Regions from separate parts of the Mus musculus genome. Here region 2 is linked to region 1. Evidence: chromatin contacts called from public HiChIP or PLAC-seq data. All regions are on one chromosome and are shown on one strand. Each heading gives the region's core, a stretch centred on a gene start, on an enhancer-like site or on the middle of the called end of the contact. The rest is flanking DNA. Distances are from core to core; before and after follow the strand shown. Region 1 holds the start of Ylpm1 (YLP motif containing 1). Region 2 overlaps Ylpm1 (YLP motif containing 1).

What was found. HiChIP or PLAC-seq counts read pairs in DNA pulled down with a chosen protein or histone mark.
Region 2: a contact with region 1 is called in an H3K27ac HiChIP or PLAC-seq map of extraembryonic endoderm stem cells. The contact joins the enhancer-like site here to the promoter of Ylpm1 in region 1. A contact is called at or near these places in 10 of 39 promoter capture datasets (the 3T3-L1 cell line, 3T3-L1-derived adipocytes, embryonic stem cells and 5 more), 1 of 484 Hi-C or Micro-C datasets (bone marrow-derived macrophages), 10 of 115 datasets of contacts at active chromatin or transcription factors (the 230-238 cell line, CD8 T cells, the SCID.adh cell line and 5 more) and 3 of 9 other capture datasets (adipose tissue, liver and pancreatic islet).

What each region holds. Positions count from the first base shown.
Region 1 is chr12:84,992,559-84,999,220 of GRCm38.p6, reverse strand. Ylpm1 (YLP motif containing 1) reads right to left here and starts at 2,900. Exons shown (of 21, transcript NM_178363.4): 1 at 1,865-2,900. The coding sequence starts at 2,731.
Region 2 is chr12:85,048,993-85,055,788 of GRCm38.p6, reverse strand. It overlaps Ylpm1 (YLP motif containing 1), which reads right to left. Exons shown (of 21, transcript NM_178363.4): 13 at 6,537-6,656; 14 at 5,921-6,097; 15 at 5,762-5,845; 16 at 5,417-5,500. Among named protein-coding and RNA genes, the nearest start is that of Prox2, 45 kb to the left of the region's middle. Within about 2 kb of position 4,463, at least 76 of the 459 cell types and tissues checked have an H3K27ac peak or open chromatin away from gene starts, as enhancers often do. A contact at or near this core is called in extraembryonic endoderm stem cells and pancreatic islet, where this site is marked.

The DNA of each region.
Region 1 (6,662 bases), core at 1,651-4,150:
TTGCATGTATGGCTCATGGAGACTGAATTTTGAGATGTGCTTTGAAAGTATTCCATTTAAAGGTGAGAGAGAAGTTAAGGACATTGGGATAAACTCCATAAAGTTAAAAATAAAGGGCATGCAAAGCCCCATTTCATTTCCTCCTTCTGTATTCCCAGCTGGCTTTGAATTCCAGTAGCATCTGGATGGCCTTGAACTCCCGATCTCCTGCCTCTGCCACCAGTGCTAGGGACTGCAGGTGTTTGTATCACGATGCCCAGTTTATGCAGTGCTAGGAATATAATCCAGGGCTTTGGGGATACTAAGCAAGCACTCCACCAATGAGCTCTATAGTCATGGGCAAGGCTCTTCTTGATCTGGTGTACACCCAGACCCCAAGCTTCACCCTGCTGTTACTTTCTATCTTTCAGCAAGAATCAAAAGCACTACATGTTCAAAACACTGAAAGAAGTTCATTTCAGATGAGGCAGAAAAACAAAAGCAGTATTTGTTCCTAGTGAGTACTTATATTAAGATAGTCTGGTATGCACATTCTTCTTTTTAAAAGCCAAAGCTGAGGGTGTAGCTGAATGATAGAGCACTTGACTAGCATACCCAAGGCACCAAGTTCAATCCCAAGCACAACAAGTCAACTATGTAACTCATGTGTTTCTCTACATGCCCAGAAAAAGTCAGACTGAGGTCATAGTTTAGCTTGAAGGAACTGGGCAACTGGAGGAAATAATCCTCATGAGCTGATGTAACTTTGGTATAAGACAGCAAAATCACTTATTCTACCGTCCTGTGAGTGTCTCCTGTGCAGACCCTGCTTCTCTTAAATACTGAACTACAATAATAAACAATTACCTTTTGGAATCTTATACATTACCCTGAGCTTGAATATCATAAGATTCTTAGTGAATTTAAGGTAGATGAGGTCAAATAGTCACAATAGATGATCTATTCCTACTTATTTATTTTTGATACAGGGTCTCACTATGTAGCCCAGGCTGGCTTCAAACTCTCCCATCCTCTGGCTTCTGTTGACCAAATACTGGATGGAGGCACAGGTTTCCATGCCCAACTTCTATGTTCCTGCAACCCTGTCATCCTCTTACTGGTCTGTGGAATGCAACATCTTCAAAACAGATTGTCAAAAAGTTTTGGGATGGCTCTCACAGGAGCAGCCATCACAAAACTTTCTTTTCAAAACCTCAGCCAAATTCCAAGGCTATTATTTTCAAGTAAATGGTAATAATAATGAAATGTAGCAAATTCACCATGCGGCAAAATTATCCTTAGGAGATGGTTTTGAAATATAACAACAGATTCTCCAAGGATCAAGTCTCTAGAGGCCTATGGAGTCCACATGAACTCACAACATCAGTTAGGATGTCATGATGAGACTTCCATCTTTTATGTGCTGAGAACCCACTTCTGGAAACAGACAGCTATCTCTGGCCCCTGCATATTTTGCTGGTCCTAAGAAATTAACTGGTCAATATTTACATGTATTTAAACATCAGTCCTTTAAGAATTTTCTTTTATACTGCCTCCCCATGAAAATCTTAGTTTAAAAAAAAATTAAAACAAAGCTCTGTGCAACAATAAATACTGAATGCTGGTCAAAGAAAACTAAGGCATACATTTGAGAAATAAATCTAGTGCCAACCTACTACAACTTCAAGTGCCTAGTCTTATCTTTACTCTTCTTTTGGTAATCTATGGTCAATTTAAAACCTGGCTTTCAGGGCTGACTCTTAGGGGATCTTTGGAGTATGAATGGGCTAGTCGTTGGCTGTTGGAATTACGATAGGCATTAGCTGGTTAAAGCCCAAGACCTGCTCACGTAAAGCCTAAATGAAAGATGTGACACAGTGCTTACCTGTGGAGTCATTGTAGAGGGATCTGGTTCAGGAGCAGCTTGCTTCTGTTCAGCAGTCTTGTTCTTGGCCCCACTCTCCAAAGGCTCTTGCTGGATAGCTGTTTTATTCCCAGAAGGGATGGACGGTGGTGGTGGTAGCTGGGGTTTAGAAGGGCCCTGGGAGGAGCGGGAAGGAGAGGCCTGAGAAGGGGGTAAGTAGGGCTGGGAATGGCTCAAATATGATTGTGAGGAGGACGAGGAAGAATAAGAAGGAGTGGGCGCCAGATAGGACTGGGAAGGTGGAGACTGTGAAGGGGATGGCTGAGCAGGAGGCAGGTAGGGCTGAGCGGAGGAAGGGGGATAGTACGAGGGTGGTGGCTGAGGTGGAGGCATGTACGACTGGGATGGGGGCATGTAGGATCCTGGAGGTACAGGGGGAGATTCAGGAGGGGACTCCAGCTCCATTGGAACCAAACCCGGAGGCCCATCTCGTTGGTGGTGGATCATCTGGTGTTTGTACTGCTGCTGCTTCTGATAACTGAGGGCTGGTCCAGGTGGCGGGGGCATCGGTGGCGGAGGCGGCTGCCAGTCTCCGTAGCCGCCCCCGGGCATCACCGGCGGGGGTGGCAGCGGGGGCGGAGGAAGATGGTGGGGTTGGAGCACGCACTGCATTTGCTTCTGGTGCATCTGCTGCAGCTGCTGGAGCTGCGCCAAGTGTTGCTCTCGGAAGCTCATGAAGCCTGAAGAGGAAGGGGCCGCGGGAGCCGTCGAACTGGAGTACCCGGGCCCCGGCGAGGCCTCGGGAAGCGCCACCGGTGGCGGCGGCGGCGGCACCGGCGGCGGCGGATAGTGGCTGCTCCCGCCATACCGGCCCCAATTCGGATACATATAGGAAACGAAGGCGCGGGGCTCGTCCCGGCGCCGTTACTCGTCGCAACCGACCTCCAGGAGCCGCGGCGGTGACGGCGACAGCCGGAACTCGCGGTGCCTTACAGGCCGCGGAGCGTGTGAACGGAGCGCGCCAGTGCGCCGGCGCTACGGAGCTGGGCCCGCGGTCGGGAAGGCGGGGACCGTGCTGAGGCAACTACGCATGCGCAGTACCATCGAGCGGAGAACAAAGGCCAGATAGAGGGAACCTTGGCGCAGGTACTCGCTGTTGCCGCCTTCCTTCGGGTTCGGAAAATGTAGGCGGTAATAGAATGTTGTCATAGAACCAAGAAAACCATAGAGTCTCACAGCCGAAAGGAGTGATAGAGATCCTAACGCCCTATGGGTTTAGTTTTGAATGGGGGGGTGGGGAGGGGGGAGGAAAGATTCCATTCACAGTAGCAACAAGAACATAAAACAAGTAATAACTCTACTAAGAAAAATCTAGACATTATATGAAGAAAACTGCAGAATCCTACCTGAGAATAAAAATTAAACTTGAACTCACGAAGAGGCTTACCATAGTCCTAAGTAAAAAAGAGGGAGCTTTGTAAAAATGACAGTTCTTCCAAGTTAAACTGATTTAACTCAGTCAACCCACAGCCTGACAGGGGACAATGATAGGAAGAATGAAAAATGGATTCTGGAGAAGGAAAGTGAAAATGGCCCTGATTCTTTCCTACAGGTACTGTAAAAGGAATTGAATTGTTTAGATTGGTTTCCTCCCCACCCACCACCCACCCCACCACCCTTAAAATTTTTTTGCTTTTTCAAGACAGGGTTTTTCTGTATGAACCCCCTGGCTGTCCTGGAACTCGCTTTGTGACCAGGCTGGCCTTGAACTCACAGAGATCTTCCTGCCTCTGCCTTCCAAGTACCATCAAACCCAGGTTTTAACTCGGACGATGTCCCTGTTGGAGAATCCTTAAACCTAAGAAAAGTCAGCCGGGCATGGTGGTGAACGCCTTTAATCCCGCACTCGGGAGGCAGAGGCAGGCAGATTTCTGATTTCGAGGCTAGCCTGGCCTACAAAGTGAGTTCCAGGACAGCCAGTGCTATACAGAGAAACCCTGTCTCGAAAACCCAAAAAAAAAAAAAAAAAAAAAAAAAAAAAAAAACCTAAGAAAAGTCAGAGAAGGGTAACTTAAAAGCTGATTTCCTGAACCCTAGCAGCAAAATATTAAAGACTTCCATTGGTTTGGGTGATTACTGAACATCAGAAGTAGTACACTGAATTCTGGGAAAGGAAGGACAGAAGGAAGGAAAGAAGGAAGGAAGGGGAGAGAAAAACCATGCTTAATTTGAAGACTCTTAACTGTATCAGCATGTCAATTTGAAGATGTGACCTTGCTCTTTTTTCCTAGCAACCAGATCATTACCTGTCTTGGGTAACTATGAGTAGTAGATGCGGGGCTAGGGATTCCTTCTTTCAGTGTCTTATTGAAGCAGCATAGAAATACATAAAATTGCATGTCATAAGTTGTATTAGTTAGGGTTTTTCTGCTGTGAACAGACACCATGACCAAGGCAACTCTTATAAAAAAACATTTAACTGGGGCTGGGTTACAGGTTCAGAGGCTAACATCCAGGCAGGTATGGTACAGGAAGAGCTGAGAGTTCAACATCTTCATCTGAAGGCTGCTAGCAGAATACTGACTTCTAGGCAGCTAGAAAGAGGATCTTAAACACCTTCTCCAACAAGGTCACACCTCCACCAACTGGGCCACACCTACTCCAACAGGGCCACACCTTCTAATAGTGCCACTCCCTAGGCCGAGCATATACAAACTGTGGGAAGCCACATGTGCCGTTGCAGAGTGGCACTGACTACTGCTGGCCACCACGCATAAGTTTGGACAAACAACCAATGTGTACATATGCAGTAAAGTTTTTTGCAAAAACACTGCCTGGCCCGGGCATGATAATTAGGCTTTGAGAGTATAACCAATCAGATGTGAGACATGCAAATGAGGTATGATAATGAGGCTCTGTGAGGTACAGAGAGAGAGAGTAGCCAATCAGATGAGGAACATGCAAATGAGGCATAGTGCATAACCAATCCGGGTGTGAGACACGCCTCTCCTAGGCCTATATAAGCAGCACCAGTTCTGGGCTCAGGGTCTCTTCGCCTCTGCAATCAAGCTCTCCCAATAAACGTGTGCAGAAGGATCCTGTTGCAGCGTCGTTCTTGCTGGTCGAGTCCGGCGCGCGCAAGACAAACCATCACACAAGTATAAAACATAATGAGTTTTCACAACCCAAGCATATTTGTCCCAGATCAAGAAAGAGCCATGTGTTATCTGATGGAACTTGTCCCAAAGGGAAACAATACACATCTACTCAGCACAGAGAGGGAGCCCACAAGAGACCAAAGTGTGGATACCACCAAAGTCCAATCAAATGAGTTTTATTAGAGTTACTTAAAGAAATATGGTTAAGGAATATCAAGAGCAGAAATGGCTCAAAGACACCTGTATCACCAAAGCCCACCCAGCATGGGTGACAGCTCCCCAAAGCTGGAAACCTAGAGCCTACTGCACAGCCTGGAGAGTGTCAACCTCCAACACGTTTATACCTCTTCCAGACATTTTAGCTGGTTTCTGCTTCTTTCAGGCTTCTTCTTTTGTCTAAGAGTCTTCTTTGTGGCCAGGCTTATCTAGGCTTGTCTGAGAGTGACTCTAGGAAGTCTTCCTGTTTACTCTTGGGAGGGAGGAGCCTAGTGAACCTGGTCAGTTTCAGGGACTTCCTGAAGCTATTTTGTGTAGTTTACCTTCTGTCTGAAAGAGTTTCCTGAGAGATGGAATGTTTCAATCTCATCTGTTCAATGCCCAACAGCTTGGGATGTACTTTAGTTGGTAGAGTGCTTATCTACTGGGTTCAGTTCCTCAGCATTACATAAAACTGGGTGTGGTGGCACACAACTATAGTCCTTTCCCAGGAGTCTTGAAGTGGGAGTAAAAGGATCAGAAGTCCGAGGTCATCCTCTGTTAAATGTCCAAGGAGAGACTGGGAGCCTGCCCTGCCCTTTTTCTTTGCTTTTTGGCTGACACAATGAACAGGTCTCCTATGCCACGTAGTTATAATTTTTACATTGTTATAAAATTTATAGATCGATACAAGTTTAAGGTTTTTATTGATGTGGATTTCTTACATTGATACAAAATTTGAAATTAATATTGTTCCCCTTAGATAGGCATTGTGCCTATGCAAATCATTTAGGAATACAAGGCTTTGACCCAGTCCTTCTAATAGCTGCTGTTACAAACTGTTTAGGATGATTAAGTAACACAAGTTAAGGGCCAGATAATAAACTCATGGTTGGGGTTGGTGAGATGGCTCAGTGGGTAAGAGCACCCGACTGCTCTTCCAAAGGTCAGGAGTTCAAATCCTAGCAACCACATGGTGGCTCACAACCATCCGTAACGAGATCTGACTCCTTCTTCTGGAGTGTCTGAAGACAGCTACAGTGTACTTACATATAATAAATAAATAAATCTTTAAAAAAAATAAATAAACTCATGGTTATGTTAGATTCAGATCTAATTATAATAGAGTGTTTCCATGTACGCAAATAGAAATGGCTAAGAGTAATTGAGGTTAACAGTTCAGAGATATTTTACATAGTTAGTCTTCAAAAATATCAGAAATCAACAGAATATGACATTTAATCATTTCATTATTTTTAGAAAATTTGACTAGAGACATGTCTGCTCCTGACAGCTCCCCCCTCATGGCTCCAAGAAGATATTGAGCAGCAGCTTTACCTTCAGGCAAGGTTACTTATCATGGCAAGGTAGCCCCTTGGCAGGAATTGTCTATATCATCTGCAGACAAAATACTGTCCAAAATGGACAAACAGATATGGGATAGTTGACTGCTAAGCTCTGCCAAG
Region 2 (6,796 bases), core at 3,214-5,713, 55 kb before region 1:
CCGAGAACACATAATTCATGTAGCATTCCTGCTAAGGTTTTGTCTTCACACGTCTATTTGTTCATTCATTCACTGACTTCACTCATGTCTGTATGTGTGAATATACACATGGGCCACTGCCCTGGTGCACAGCAGGTCAGAAAGCAATCTATATAAGTTATTTCCCCTCTATGATATCATCCATTTAGCCATCTCCCAAGACCTTCTGCTATTTAACTTAAACCTAAAGTAGTGGAATTAAAAGTGTGTGAGGCCTTATTTTCGGAGTCAAGGTTTCTCACTGAACCTGGAACTCACCAATTTGATTAGACCAGTTACCCAGTGAGGCCCAGGGAGTTCTCTTACCTCCCCTCCAAAATGGTGGGATTTGTCAATGCACCCAGTTTTTATATGAGGTTGGGAATCAAACTCAAGGCAAGCAATTTACTAAGTAGGCCATTTTTCCTATCATAAAAGTGCTACAAAAGCTGGGCATGGTGGTGCATGCCTTCTCTGTGAATTCAAGGCCAGCTTGATCTACGAAGGAGTTCCAGGATAGCCAGGGCATACAATGCTTCATCCTATCACCACCAAAAAGAGGTTAAAACCTATAAATAGAGTACATCAGGACAGGAGATGAGTATAGACTATTTTAAATTTAACTCAAGTGCCGTTCCTAGCTCTGCTCCACTAGTCATCACCACGCAACTGGACAGATCCTGAAAGGAGATCAAAGCAGGAACGGTCAGGAGGGTGTGTGTGCGTTTAAACCTTTGTGGGTATATTAGAGAGAGTGTACATCATTAGTCAGGGCCAGTGTGCTGGGGATGCATCATTTACATAAGGAGAAATTCCAGATTCCAAGTGCTTGCTGGATGTGACCTTATAAGGAGAGAGGAAATTTAACCTGGCTACAGACTCTGTGACCTCCTCTGGTGGGTCAAAGAAGGGGGCCAGGACTATGTACCTGAGACATGCAGGCCGGGGACAGTGGGGGAGTAGTCCTACTCCTGCGGATCTCAGGATGAGATTCCCGGGGTTTGGACACGCCTCAACCCTACTCTTGCTCCAGACCAGTTCCTCCTGGTGCCATGGCACCCTGGCCCCACATCTCTGTCTGTCTGTCTGTGTCTCTCTCTTTTTATGAAGGAGCAGTATCATCATAGATATTGGCATCCATTTGTGGGAGGTCCTGGTAATGTTGCTTATCTGTTGCTGTACGAATTGAATAAGGCAGGGGCCCAGGACAAAGAGGGTCTCAATAACTAGGATGGGGTCACAGAAGGGAAGGAACCAAGCAACTAAAAGCAACTTTCCTCCCCCAGTACAACACAAGGCCCTCGTTTTCTCCTCTGCTGGGGACGGGATCAGGGGTTGGGATGGCGTGTCCTCCATCTCCTCCTGCCCTGACCCAGCAGTGAGATGCAGGCCATCTTCTTGGTTGGTGGGGTTATATCAGACATTTCTGGCTGGGACCCAGATAGGCTTCCATTGATCCTTTTGTTCTGAAAACACACAAACTTTTAAAGGTAATGTTGTATGGACATTTTTGTATTAAGACATGTATGGAATGTGCAGTGTGCACAAATGATGATTCTCGGCTCTATGTTTGCGCAGGTAAAAGGCAACTATCAGTCAGTTTGGACTGAGTAACCAAACTGTAATGTAAGTCTTCATCCATATGAGGTATGATGGGTCCATGCCATATAAGAGGATGACATGTAATCTTAAGCAGTCAGGAAGGTCCATTGGCTTCTGCAGTCATTCACATCTCAGACAGTCTGTGAGCTGCTCCCATGGAGGGAGTCAGCAATTATGCCACCTGTCCTGTTGAGTTCTGGATCTCTTTTTTTCAAGTCCGAAGATTTTTAGGTCTTCCTGGTCAAATCTAATCTTAATTTTGAAGGAATCCACAGCTTTTTGCTTCCTGTTGAAACAAGAGCAAAACCTCTTCCCCGGTACACACACTTCCTGACTTCCAGTCTGAGGTTCACACATTCTTAACATGTATAGGATGATTCAATGCAGCAGTCCTTTCTAAAATCCAGTGCTTTTTCCCCTCCAGCAGCTATGCTAGCTGTCTCACTGACGTTTTTTAAAATTTTAAGTTAATAAAGCATTATTTAATCTATCTCTGGGTGACCTTATATCACCCTTTTGTTTTTTGAGCATTTCCTTTAAAGTGTGGTCAGATCTATCCAAACTCTGTAAAATGAAACATATCCATCTACCAGATTTCATTTCTTTGGGTACCTTTAGGGTTATTTTCAGTAGGTAATGAAGCTTGATTATAAATAACAAAGTTAATTTTTAATCATCTGGAATAAGTTTAACAGTTTTTTTTTAAATGCAAAACAACTCTTTCTGCATGTTGAAAGTCGGTGATTATATTAAGAAGTTCTGGAACAGCTAAACCGTGAAAATAGCATATAGCTCTAACTTATGGCCTGCCATTCCTGATTTATTGGCATCTGTGTAAAAGGTAGGAGCTTTAGAAATTGGTGTCCCTCTGACTAAAGAAGAAGAATCCAGTTAGTTCTTTTTATAAACTGAAGTTGCTTGCTTTTGGAGTATTTGTTGTTAATTTCTTCCAAAATGTTATTGCAAGCCCTTTGCCAGCCTTTAGTGATTACTCATAACTAGGCCATATCAGCATCAGGATAAGGCACTCATCTCTGTGAAGTCTCTTCTTATAAATTGACTAAGTCCAACTCTTTCTTTTTTAAAACTTTTATTTATTAGATTTTACTAGCTACCTAATTTAATGAATGAAAAATTTAGCTGTAACCCAAATGAAAACATTGGTTTTTTCATTGTGTTTTTCAATAAATTTGAATGTCCCTTGCCCCAAATTTTATTTGAGTGCTCTGCTGCACACCAGAAGAGGGCATCAGATCCCATTACAGATGGCTGTGAGCCACTGTGTGGTTGCTGGGAATTGAACTCAAGAAACTTTAGAAGAGCAGCAGTGCTCTTAATCACTGAGCCATCTCTCCAGCCCCTTTCTTCCTCCTCCTCCTCCTCCTCTTCTTCTTCTTCTTCTTCTTCTTCCTCCTTTTCCACCTCCTCCTTCTTCTTCCTTCTTCCTTCTCCTTCTTCTTTAATAATTAATTTAGAAACCCTTCTTATATATGGTTTTAATTTTTTACTACTTACTTGCTAAAAGCACCCATTCTGAGATATCATCTTCTTTGTGTATAAGAATCACTGTGGGAGAACGAGTAGCAGGCAGGATAACTAAAGTTCCATTCAGCTGGGACCCAAGCGATCCACATGTGCCTCCTTCCTATAATGTCTCCACCAGAGCCAATTCTCCTTCAGCCTCAGCCAATAATGTTCTTGGACTGTTTAATCACCTTGTAAGGTTTGAATATAAATGACTTAGCGTTTGGGTAGCTAATCCAAGAGTGAGCTGCAGCTAGTTATTATCTCCCGGTAACTTTTGAAAGTCACCAAGAGTTTGTAAACAATCTCAATCTTAATCTGTGCCTTCCGTGGTTGGATTCCTCACAGACCTATCCTAGATCCTGGGTCATTAACAGAACTCCCTCCCTCCCTGTATTTCTTTAGCAACAATCTACAATCCCCAACAATGCAATATTCCTTTTTATTTCATCAAACATTTTCTTTAAGGTATCTACATCTGAATCAGCCAATAAGAATCATCCATACAATGAATGAATGACTAATAAATACCTTTGGAAATATAAACAGCACTGGCTTAGTACTTTATGCCTTGATTATGTTGTGTTTTATACTAGTAAGTTTAGCTCGCCCTAAATTTTTTCTTCCATAGAAGAACCATTGACACTATTAAGAAAAAACAAACAATCAAAAACAAACATTTCCCATACAGGGAACTTTAATACTGAGTTATTCCCAATATTAGGGAAAAACCAAAAAACATTTTAACAAAAATAAACATGTGTACTCTGTCCAATTGGCCTGGAGGATTTATCCTGGCAGAATTTTCTCTCCCGTTTCCCCCGAGTCTTACATTCCCCCTTCATCTGTCATCCCCTCCCCTTTACCATCGCCTCCACAGCCCTCTCTCCTCCCTCCAGGGGTGGCAGGAGCGGTCTGGCAGGGGTCGGCTGGCAGGGGTGGGCTCTTGAGAGCTGCATTCTGTCCCAGACGTGAAGGGCACACAGAGGTGCACCTGATGGTTAGACCCTGCTGGCTGGGGTGCCCTGTTGGGCTCCCGTGGAGAAAATTCCCTCTTTAAGATGGCAATCTGACTTTGGAGGAGGAATCCAGCCCGGGTTGGGTGGATATTAACCAGAATTGCCAGGATCTCCAGATCCACAGCAGGAGGGAGGGGTAGATTGGGTGAGGCCGAAATGACCTGCCACGATTGAGGAAGCAATCAGGTGGCTTTTTTTGTTTTGTTTTTGCCCCTCCCCAATCTCCTAGTTTCCCATGATATAGAGCGTTTTTTGAAACGCTGAGGTCAGAGAGAGGTGTCACAGGGAATTCCCCAAAGTCCCAGCTGTGAGTCAGCCCTGCAAATTTTAGAGAAACTGCCAACAGCCCTAATGACATTACTAGTCAATGTGTAACAGGGCTTTTTCTTTTTTCTTTTGTTTTCAAGAAGAATAAAAGATAGGGGGTTATCTGTCAGGGATCAGACAGAGGGTTGGAGGCCTTCCACCCACACCAAGCGGTGGGTGGTCTTGGCCAGAGGATATCAATTGCTACTTCCCTGTGTCTGATCCTTTAGGACAGAGCAAACTGAAAGTAAGAGAGAGGAGAGAGGAGAGAGGAGAGAGAGAGAGAAGGAACAGATTAGTCCTAGACAAGGAGGTGTAAGACAGGTGGGGCAGATTGATGTCGAAACGGGGGTGGGGGGTGGTGGTGATCGATCTGCTCAAGGACTGAATCAAAGAGGTGCCTAGGGGGTGTGGGAAGAGAAGGTTAAGTAAATAAAAACACAAAAGAATTTAATTTATAGTATCATATCAATGTAAACTTTTTTTTTTCCTTTTTGTTTTTTTGAGACAGGTCTATAAGCCCTGGCTGTCCTAGAACTCATTTTGTAGACCAGGCTGGCCTTGAACTCACTCAGATCTGTCAGCCTTTGGGGGACTAAAAGTGTGTGCCATTAGCCCAGCTAATGCTTACCTTAAATTTTATAATTAAATGGATTTATTAGAGAATGTCCTTGTTCTTAGAAGATAGCCATCAACAACATATTCCGGACTGATGGGTTATGAGGTTTTTCAACACAATTCTCATATGATTGTATAGTAATGGTATGAAATAATGTTACTAAGTATTTATAAGGTGTTTATTAAAATGTGTGGAAATATTAACACCTGAATTGGTTGAGATTATTTAAAGGTATGTAAGTGCTCATGTAACTTTTCTGGAAGTTTCAGATTTTCACAGTGAAGAAGGTGTTGCTTATCTGCACTGCCCTGAGGCAGAGTATACTCACTTCTTCAATCGCAGCATCTTGTAGCAGGGAGCGGATGTCTAGACGCATCATGTGACGAGGTGCAACTTCCCAGTGTTCAGCCATCTATTGAGATGTTCAGAACAAGTTAACTCTGACAACTACTCCAATAAAGACTAAGGAGAGTGTCAAGAGAAACACAACTAATGCTATAACTTTAACAGACTAGCTTTAAGAAGAGCTAGGCATCCCTTTCCACTTATAAGACAGAAAGGAGAACATTTATTAAAGCAGGCAGAAAGATTTCTGAGCGACTTAAGACAGCATTACTAGTGCTGAAAGAATGATGTCTGGGATTCTCCAGCATACCATGTTTCTAAAAATCACCTTGTTTATTTCTTTAAGCTTTCTTCCATGAATATTTCTCTTGCCACAAGTCTGGTTATCAGCACTCATTTCAGCCAAATACACCTAAATAAAAATGTGTAACAATTAGGCCAAGAAATACAAATTCACACTAAAAGTGCTTCAAAGTTAAGACTATACCTCAAAACCCTTGGTTTTCGCTGCACTCCAAAACTGATCAAAATGTCTAACTCTGTCATTGATAGCATCCAGAATAATGAAAGGGAAAAAGCCGTCATCTAGAGTCTTTTTGAAAGTTTTGAACATGCTGGTGCGATAAGTCTCTTCCATGTCAGCTTCATATTCATATTCCATTACCTAAGACCCCACAGAGAAAAGGAGGTTATTAGCAGGAGTAAGGAACCAGACTGAGCCGGGCTCAACTGAAGCAGGATGACTGCATCCTCTTCTTCCCACCTAAGCACCAAAGTTTGTGTCCAGAAGACAAGGAAATTCTCATCTTCAAAAACAAACAAACAAAAAAACCCCAACCCAGTGCAAGCTAGGCATGGCAGTGCACACCTTGAATCTAAGTAGGTGAGGCTGATCTTGTGAGTTCAAAGTCAACCTGATCTACCTGACAAGTTCCAGGTCAGCCAGGGCTACATAAGTAAATACCCTGCCTCAAAAACAAAAACAAACAAACCATAAACAAACCCTGCCTCAAACAAACAAACAAACAAACAACTGCTCCCCCATCTCTCCCTGAACACATCTTCCTTCACATCCCAACACAGGTCTAGTAGGATCCACATACCTTCTTTTTTACTTTCTTTCCAGAATCTGGATCTTTTTCTTCTTTTTCTACTTCAGCGATGAAATAATCATCTAGACTTAAAACCCTGGGGGCAGGTCCTCCAAATTCTACTTCCTTATCCTAAGAATATAACAATGAAGTTATAAAAAAAAAAAAAAGAACCAAATTGATGAACACTAAAGTTCCCACCTGTGGCTAAAATAAAAATTTCTGGTGGTTTCAAATCAATCAGAGGCAAAATTATTTGTCTAAACAGATGA